2 separate regions of the Mus musculus genome follow, and region 2 is linked to region 1. Evidence: chromatin contacts called from public Hi-C data. All regions are on one chromosome and are shown on one strand. The core of a region is the stretch at or near the end of the contact, and the rest is flanking DNA. Distances in the headings are between cores, read along the strand shown.

Region 1 (4,879 bases), core at 855-3,354:
TGGAGTTTATATACACCCGGGGGGAAAGTAGATAGCAATGTAGCAAAAGATAACAAAGCTGAGCATCCACAGCAACAGTGTATCAAAAGATAACAGAGTGGAGCATTGAGGATATTTAATTTCCAACTTGTCACAGAATAAACAAAACTACTTTTAATTTTAAAAGACCCAGTTATGCCCACTTTTAAAGTTACCTGCTTTAAATGTAACTATGGTGCTTGGAGGAACACCTCAGCGGAAGAGAACTTACCTAGCAAGGATCAGTTCAGGGCTGAGCACGGTAGCACACACCTGCACTCCTAGCACTGGGGAAACTGGAGCAAGAAAGAACCCAGAGTTTGAAGGTAGCCTGGGCTATATCCCAAGAGCCTGTCAAAGAAAAGAATAAAAGCTGCTCCACCAGTAAGAACACAATTTGAAAAGTAGATGTACCCCCAAACGAACTACTAAAGATGGTATGCATAAATGACCATGAGAGTGCACACCCATGACCTCAGAACTCGGAAGTGGAAGCAGAAAGAGCAGCAGTTCAAGGTCCTATTCAACTCATAATTAGTTAGTGGCCAGCCCAGCAGTTAAGAGCAGCAAAAGACGTGGGTTTGATTCCCAGCACCCACAGGGAGGCTTACAAAACCCCTAAATTCCATAACTCCAGTTCTAGGGGCTCTGACACTGTCTTCTGGCCCCAGTGGCACTAGGCATACATGTGCTGCACATACATATATATTCATGCATGCAGGCAAAACTTAAACACAAAATAATAAAAAATATAAATTTGTTTCTGTGATGTGTGTATGTGTGTATGGTGTGATTTGTGTGTGGGGTGTGTGTGATGCATATGTGATGTGTGTGTGTGATGTGTATGCATGTGTGTATTTGTATGAGTAGGGGCAGAAACATGAGTCATGGCAAGCTTGTTGAGATCAGGAGTGGCTTTTTCATTCCAAATTGTTGAGGCTCCCTCTTGTTTCTGTCCCTCTGCTAGCTGGCCCTTGTGACTCTCCTGTTTTTTTTTTTCCTCTTGTTGCCACGGAAGTACTAGGATTACAGATGCGAAGCTCTGCTCCTGGCTTTTCCACGCAGGTTCTGGGTATCCAACTCAGGTCATCGAGCTTGTTTATTAAGAGCCTTTATATGCTTAGCCATGTCGCCAATCCTTCATCTTTATGAATGTGCGCTTGTGAAAGAGGGAATGGGGAGGTAAACACTCAAGCGCTGTGATTTGTCCGATAGCTTTTAAGATATTAACACACGCGATGTATCAATTTCCGTTTCTTCTTTTGCCTTACGCCCTAACTTCTTTGACCCACAGCATCCTTTTCAGGAAAAGAAGATAACACTCCTGAGTCACAGAATAGGGAGGAACCAGGCAGAAGCTCTGAGTAAATATGATAATATAAGTTCTTTCGCTCTCCTGAGGAAGAAATCAGTGCTTGGGGCTTATTTTAGAATACAAGAGACGAGAGTGTGTTTGAGTCTCAGGAGCAAAGAGAGGTTGAAGATATAGGAGAGGTGTGCGATGGAGCCTAGAAGGATGCGCTCCGCAAGACTGGCTTCGGTAGTAGGGATAGAGAGGTGGAAACCCTATCTGACCCACAGAAAACGGTCCGGCTGTTGGAGGTGTGTAGGGAGAGATCATCTCCGACTCCAGCAGACAGCGCCACGCATGACGAAGCTACTTCCCATCCACTGCCACGCCCGCACACCCTCCACACACAGGGCAGCTGAGGGTCCGGTTGCCATGGAGAGCTGGAGCGCGTGAGCCCAGCCGCCCTTCTCGCCCCGCGCTCCAGCTCAGCCAACTCCTTCTCTGATTGGCCACCGCTATCTCATTATGCAAATCACTTGCGTAGACGCTCCCTGCTAGCTGTCTGACGTCACTAAGCTCGGGGGCTGGGGCTCGGGGCTGGGCTTGGCGCGCCAGGGAGAGCTCTGAGGGGGACTCCAGCCGGACTCAGGCGCCCCGCCCTCGACCACGCCCATTTTCAGTCCGCCCCGCCCCTCGCTCTCGGCTGGGCCCCGCCCCCTGGGCAGCCCCCCGTCCTCGTAGGCGGGCCCCGCCCCCTCCCCCAGGCCCTCGCCAGCAGTCCAGGGAAGGGACGGCGGGACAGGCGGGACGCTCGGGAGGGCGGACGGGGCGGGGACATGGCCGCGGCGCCTGGAGGGTCTGCGCCGCCCGCCGGCCCCAGCCCGCGCTTGGCTTTCAGCACCGCGGACAGCGGCGGCGGCATGAGCGGGCTGAACCCAGGTCCCGCGGTGCCCATGAAGGACCACGACGCCATCAAGCTCTTCGTGGGGCAGATCCCGCGGGGCTTGGACGAGCAGGACCTCAAGCCGCTGTTCGAGGAGTTCGGCCGCATCTACGAGCTGACGGTGCTGAAGGACCGGCTCACCGGCCTCCACAAAGGTGCGCGGGGTCAGCCCAGCCCAGCCCAGCCCAGCCCCAATCCAATTAGAGCGCAGCCCAACCCAACTCCGGCCCCAAACGCAGGCCCAACCCCAGCCCTACTAGAACCTTTCCCGACTCCAGTTCAGGACCTGCCCCACCTCAGTTCTGTTCCCTCCCCAGGCCACAGAGCCCCAGAGCCAGAATTGTCTCTGTGGCATCCTTCTGACTTCACTCTGGTTCCCTAACACGTTCTTCACTCTAACCTCCAAATCCCTTGTCACTTCTCACATCCCAGTCATCCCCACCTCCCTGCTTAATCTCTCCACCATCCCTTCCACCAGACACCCCAAACCCTGGAATTTGGAAACTTATTCTACCTTCCAGCTCTGGAGCCCCCGATCTCCTGACCCCTGGACCCATGGTTTTCCTGAGCACTTTCTCTCTCTGGTGCCACCCTATTCAGGCCTCACCGCACACACATCTTGGATTTGCACTCCTCCTGGCCTCCAACAACAAACCAACCCCTAGGGCCTCCATTTGACTTTTGGGTCTGACAGCCTTAAATACCCCATACCCAAATTCTCCTCTTTAGAATTCAGACCTAATATATACAGTCCAATTCACCCCACCCCCAGGAGGCTCTCAGAGATAAATGCCTTCTCACATTTGACAATAACCCAATATTCCATACATTTTTCCAGAACCCAATGCTCTTTACCTCTTCTGATTTGAATCCAGAATCCTAACCTCAGCTGGGAACATACACCTGCCTGTGTACCCTTCCTCTTTGGTTTTCCCCTGTGTGAATACACTCCCCCACCCCCTCTAATCCCCACTCCTGTGCATCTCTGCTTCCTCTCAATCCTCTTGATGGCTTCCTGTTTTCCTTTCTTTGCCAGCTGGTCCCAGACCAGCGCACTCTCAGGGTGGATCAATCTAAGTGAGGAAGATGGGGATGGGGGGCTCTTCTCATTGCCCTTCCTAGGAAGACAGAGGCACCATGGTCCTCTCCAGCCACACCCCTTTCTTCCTGTAGAGAAGGGAGGAGACTTGTTTACACGCAGAAAAGTCTGTCCAGGCTGAGCTGGAATAACAGAGCCAGAATCATATCATGATTATTTGAGGAGACACATCTTCATTTTCCCACTGGGAAATAATGCGGTTTCGGGATTTTTGTGGGGGAAGGGTGACCAATTACCCTCCATAATCTTCCTAAGAGAGAAATAACAGGTCCTAGAGGGCAGGTCCATTCTAAAGGCCTGTGAGCTAACATCAGACTGATACCTTTTTCAAGCTGGGAGACCCCAGGGCATTCCTTGGCATACTAAAGTAGAGGGCTTTGAGAACATGCCCATGAAAAAACTAGGCCTTTTGAATAGGGGTACAGATTCCACCTTTTGTGGGAGAGGTTATGTTAAAGTCCTATAAGGACAAGGCCACATCATCCAGACTTCCTAGAATTCAGTCTAACCCACTGGCTGTCTTCATGCCCAGTCATTTGTGGCATTTTTTTCCTAGACAGTGAGTTCAGTGGGTAAGCATAAACCTCATCTTTGTAGTTGATCTGTAGAGTAAAGCAAGTGCGTGGAGTCACTGCAGTTCTCACTCAAGCACTCCATGTCTGAACTGTCCCCTCACTCTGTCTTCCTTTCTCACTTAGCACTAATCCCTCCTGCTCACCTCTTACTCATCTGCCCCTGTGGCCATACTTCCCTGTATCTCCATCCTTCCAGCCTTCTACCCTCTAACCCAAGCAATCTCCATGGGCTCTTTTTGGTAGCACCTGGTCCCCAAAGCTTTTTCTAAAGCTCCCCTTCCAGTGTGAGGACATGTTATGGTTTAGTGGCAGAACAGTAATGTATGTGAAACCCAGGGGTCAGTGATTTAGTCCTCCATTCACTCTATGCCTCTCCAAAGCAGATGTTGCCTTGTGAGATATGGAGGTAACTCAGAGGGCCTCTAAGTCAGCATCCCCACTCTCTTCGCAGCAACCAATGATGTCTGAACACTAAAGTGACTCATTTTCATTTCAATGGCCGAGTACTGTGGACACCAGCACAGTGCTTTGAAAACAACCCTAGCCTGGGAGTTCAAAGATCCCAAAACTGTGACTGACACAATCTCTGGCTTCAGTTGCCCTATTGATAAAATAAGACACTGTCTAGGAATTCTCAATAAGCAGGAGGCAATCCATCCATCTTCAGGAGGCAGCTCCATAGAAGATACCACTGAAAAACAAAACAAAACAGGCCCCACTTGCTTTCCTAGCCAGCTCTGAGTGGAGAACTGGGCCAGCTCCGAATGGCTTCCCGTAGGCATGTGGCCTTCTGTTGCTCCTTCTCCTTCCTCTACTTGAGAGGTCCGTTTTGAAAATACAGATCTTATCATCTCGCATCCCTAGTGAACACCCTCTAGTGGCTTCTCCATTGCTCTCAGGAAGGAGAACAAAATTTATTCGCGGTCTCTAAGGCTACATGTAACCCAATGCCT
Region 2 (4,879 bases), core at 1,297-3,796, 390 kb after region 1:
AAACAGCAAACGAACAAACAAACAAACACAAGCCCCACAGCTCAAAAAAAGAGCTGAGCTAGCTAGCACCACTAACAACTCTGGTTTGCAGAGACTCTACTGCTCCTTATAACCTGGAGGTCAGAAACAAGCTGTTCTGGGACTGGCACCTAATAACAAATCAGCACTGTGCACACACATTTGTTCCTGCTTTGGTGCTGGTGAGAATGATGCTGTTAGGTCTTGGGCAAGGGCAGGTGCTGAGCACCGGAGGGTGGGGGTGGGGGTGGGTCAAAGATAAGAGCACCTGGGCTCAGATGCAGGAGTCCTGTGGTCAGGCTGAGAGGATGAGGATGCTGGCATTCAGTTCAAAGGAATTCAGTTCCTTGTGCCCCATTGCACCCTGCCCCCATCTCTTAGATAGCTTCTATACAGAATTGACCTTAGATATAATTTTTGTTTGTTTGTTTGTTTGTTTGTTTATTTGAGACTGGACAGGTTTAGGCCTTCAACTGCCTATATAGGATGACCCTGAACCTCAAACTGTCCTACCTCCACATATGAGATGGGGCATGGGAGTAGAAGTGGCGTACTGAAGCAGAGAGAGAGAGAGAGAGAGAGAGAGAGAGAGAGAGAGAGAGAGAGAGAGAGAGAGAAGAGGAAGAAAGGGGGGAGGGGATACCGTAGTGGCTGTCACTCACTGACCTGGGATCTTAGCCTTCCAGAGTGGGCAGTCTACAACTACCAGCAGCATTTGCCATGATCAACACCACACATGCAGGGAGCAGGTTCTGGCTTCAGGTCACATCCACAAGAGAGTTATGTGACTCAGGTGCATTAGGTGAGCAGCTCCCCATTGCCGGGTCAGGGAGGAGACCATCAGGGCTGGGGTGGGGCTCGGTGTGCAGCTGGCTTAGCAGTGTAGCAGGTGTGAATGCCCCACACCACAAACAAAGCCGAACTGACGCACATCTGTGTGGCCTCACTTAGCCCGGCTATGAGAAAATGGAGAGCCACCGATACCTGTGCACAGGCTTTTCTCTGTAGGAGGTGGGTGTGCGGAGATGCTCCGCTGACTCTTCTGGGGGCTCCCTACCTGCAGGTACTTCTGGGCACACAGTGTTCTTACAGGATCTCAGGATGCTCCAATGCCCCGGATGGTGCATAACCACACCAATATTAGTCTATATTATAGAGACAAGATTTTTGTAAGGGAGAAGATGCCAATTCGCTCTGCTTTCCAGAAAATTCAGCCATATTCCTAAAGTGTTAAGTGCCTCACTTTTCACGGTCAGTCACAGCATCATCTATGAGCTTTCAAGGAGTTGGCTCCACCCACACCTCTTGAATCCTTCACCTCTCACCTCCTACATCAGCACTGGGGCTGGCAGGTCTCTCTCATGATTCTGTTATTCTCCATCCCCTTGATTGACTTTTTTTTTTTTTTTAAACCAGTCTTCTGGGGATTGAACTAAGGTCCTCATGTGTGTGAGCTAAAAGCATTTTGTCACCCTTACCATCTCCCCAGGACTGGGGCATTTTATTTTGAACCAAGTCTGACTCCTTTATCACTTCCCTGAATGCCTGTGCAGGGTCACCTATCCAGGCTCTTGTTGGTCCCTAATGGCCCCAGAAATGTCTGACAGTTGAAGACAGCCTCCCCACCAGGAGCAGCCCCATCTTGGTTATGATCTTTGGAGATCTTTCCTACTCAGTAAATCTTTGTGACATGGGTTCTCTGGAACCAGTGATAGGGTTGGTTCCCAGCTGGGGTCTGACTCTCAGTGCAGAGCGGGCTCCTTGCTTCCCTCGGGAGGTGGGCTGTGTACCTTTCCAGGTGCAGCTCAAGGTGAAAGCGGACATTTTTGAGCTTAGGTAAGGAGCTGTGCCTGGCTTTGGAAAACCAGTGTGGATTGGCTGGAGTTGGTATGCAGGAAGACACGTTGAGACCATACAACATGTCCTGGCAGATGGAGATGGAATGGACTCCAGGCTGAAGGGGAGGCTGCAGAATCCTAGCGTTACTGCTGTTAGCCAGGTTGGTGTGTGTCTTAGTGAGGGTTTCTATTCCTGCACAAACATCATGACCAAGAAGCAAGTTGGAGAGGAAAGGGTTTATTCAGCTTACATTTTCCACATTGCTGTTGATCACCAAAGGAAGTCAGGACTGGAACTGAAGCAGGTCAGGAAGCAGGAGCTGATGCAGAGGCCATGGAGGGATGTTCCTTACTGGCTTGCTTCCCCTGGCTTGCTCAGCTTGCTCTCTTATAGAACCCAAGACTGCCAGCCCAGAGATGGTTCCACCCACAAGGGACCTTCCCCCTTGATCACTAATTGAGAAAATGCCTTACAGCTGGATCTCATGGAGGCACTTCCCCAACTGAAGCTCCTTTCTCTGTGATAACCCCAGCCTGTGTCAAGTTGACACAAAATTAGCCAGTACAGTGTGCTAACAGCTCTCCATCAGTTTCCCAGTGTTACAGGTTTGCAGTGAGGGTAAGATGGTAAGAGAGTTCAGGTCTGGGAGCACAGCCCTGTGGTAGCGCTTGCCACATGTGTGGCACGACTCCAAGGCCCAGGTTTGAGCCTCAGTGTGGGGGTGGAGGGTGGTGTAAGAGTGTTCCGAGTGTTGTCTGGAATAGACTCCTTGCTCACATTTCTTCTAGGCTCCACCCAACAGTTACCTAGCAACAGCAAGGTAGGAGCCTGGCTTGCTATAAAAGGACTATTTGACACCCCTCTCTGTCCTTCTCTGTTCCTTCTCTTTCTCTGCTTCTACTCCCTTCTCAACCTCCCTTCTTATCCTTCTCATGTCCCAAAATATACTTCATTTTATCCTAGACCCATCGTATGGCTGGTACCTTAAAGGGGCCAGGGTTGGGGTGGGGGTCTCACTTGGGCCTGCTAAAGCACGCCCTCCCGCCATATCATAGTGCATTTTACAAAACATATCACCCCTGATTTGGAAGAATGAATGACATAGTGGCTGTACAATGCAAGGAATGTTGGAAATGACACCTAATTGTGTACTTGATGTAATCATCATGAAACATTTTATGTTAAGTGAATTAGGTGAAAGTGAAGTTTTCCAGTTAGAAAGGATGAATATAAGGGAAGGAAGGGAGCAACTTAGGCCAAATACCGTTTCTAAGGGGCGCTGACGAAAAGCAGGGCAGAGTCAGAAACCGATCTGAGCTGGACCACTCCCTAAGGACTCTAGCTAGGGACAGTCGCCAGCGGTACCCGGCATGATTGGCTTTATCAGGAATCAAGATGATCTGACTCATTGAGACCAAGGTGAAGTCAGTTGACGGGGAGCTGGGGTTTCACTGTGGCCTTTTCTGCAGTGTGACCGAGTTACTTCTGTAGTGTATTTCCTCCATGCTACTCATCCAATTCAGATAAGGTGATGTCCTGCAGAACCAGCAGGCGAAGGCTCTGTTATAGGCAGCTTGTGTATTGTGCTTCCAGATTGTCTCTCACCTGAGTGGTATTCAAGTTCAAGGTCTGAGCCACCAGTAGTTGTAGTCGGAATGAGAAGTTACCCCCTACCCGCTTCTAAACACTCAATTCCCAGTTGTTGGTGCTGTTTAGAAGGTGTGGCCCTTCTGTACTGGAGGAAGTACTTCACTGGAGGCCGGCTTTGAGAATTTAAAGCCCCTCTCTATTTGCAGGTCATTTTCTCTGCTTCCTGCTTGCAGGTAAAGCTTTGATCTGCCCCTGCCACCACTCCTGGCACTTACTGCCTTGCTGTGATGGGCTCTTAGCTCTCTGGAACAGTAAGCCAAAATCAACTGTTATATAAATTGCCTCTGCCATAGCATTAAATCACGGCAACAGGAAAAGTATTTAGTATTCCAACTCCCCCACCCCACCCCACCCCGCCCCCTACAGGGCTCAATTCTCCTCTTGGGAGGCATTTTGGAAGTCATGTAGAAAAGCCATTCTCTTAGCTCCAGCTGTCAGCTCGACACAGCCTAGAGACACATGAGGGAGCCTCAGCAGACTGTCCAGATCAGATTGGCTTGTGGCTACTTTCGATTGATGATTGATCTCGGGAAGGCAAGCTCACTGTGGGCAGCCCACTGTGTCCCTGGGCCGTGTAAGAAAGCTAACTGAGCATGAGACAGTGAGCCAACCATCTAGCAGCACTGCCCTCACTTCCCCTCCGTGATAGCCTGTGACCTGGAAGCGAAAACCAGATACCATCCCCAGGTTACTCTGGGTCATTTGTTACTGCGGCAGAATGGAGCTAGAAGAAACATCCTTGTTGAATGCCTGTCCTTTGGGTTTATGGATGTTAGTTACCCTCTTGAACTCAGTAGCTTTGATTATCCATAAGAGAGCTATCTGTGCAAGATGGTGCCCAGTAACGTCTGCTGTGGAGGGGGAGGTGCCGAGTTCCCCTTCTCTTGGATATGCAGCCATCGCTGGGGTCAGAGCCATTTTCTTCAGTGGTTAATTTATTAATTTCATTGACTCACTAAGTTAGACTTGAATGGAATTGTTCTTCTAGTTTCTTAGTGCTCTCTCTGAGGTTGGAGGCTACTTGTTCACCTCTCTGGGAAAATTTCACACAGCTGAATAGAGCAATGTGGTGGTTTGAGTAAGAGCGGCCCCCATAGACTTGTACATTTGAATGGTTAGTCACCAGGGAGTGGCCCTATTTGAGAAGGGTTAGGAGGTGTGACCTTGTTGGAGTAGGTTTGCCTTGTTGAAGGAAATGTGTCACTGGGGGTGAGCTTTAAGGTTTAAAAAGAGCATGATAGGCCCAGTCTGTCTGTCTGTCTGTCTCCTCTCTCTGCCTACAGATCAGGATATAGCTGTCATGCTCCCCACCATGGTGATAATGGACGAAGCCTCTGAAACTGAGCTAGTCCTCAGCTAAATGCTTTCCTTA

The links. A called contact is a pair of places that touch in the nucleus more often than the background predicts.
Region 2: a Hi-C map of the N1E-115 cell line shows a contact between it and region 1, with 4 times the contacts expected there. The contact joins the enhancer-like site here to the promoter of Celf6 in region 1. A contact is called at or near these places in 1 of 39 promoter capture datasets (liver), 3 of 484 Hi-C or Micro-C datasets (the N1E-115 cell line, embryonic stem cells and pro-B cells) and 1 of 115 datasets of contacts at active chromatin or transcription factors (microglia).

What each region holds. Positions count from the first base shown.
Region 1 is chr9:59,576,233-59,581,111 of GRCm38.p6, forward strand. It overlaps Celf6 (CUGBP, Elav-like family member 6), which reads left to right and starts at 2,105. Exons shown (of 12, transcript NM_175235.3): 1 at 2,105-2,407. The coding sequence starts at 2,146.
Region 2 is chr9:59,961,980-59,966,858 of GRCm38.p6, forward strand. No RefSeq gene overlaps it. Among named protein-coding and RNA genes, the nearest start is that of Gm7616, 13 kb to the left of the region's middle. Within about 2 kb of position 2,547, at least 15 of the 459 cell types and tissues checked have an H3K27ac peak or open chromatin away from gene starts, as enhancers often do. A contact at or near this core is called in the N1E-115 cell line, where this site is marked.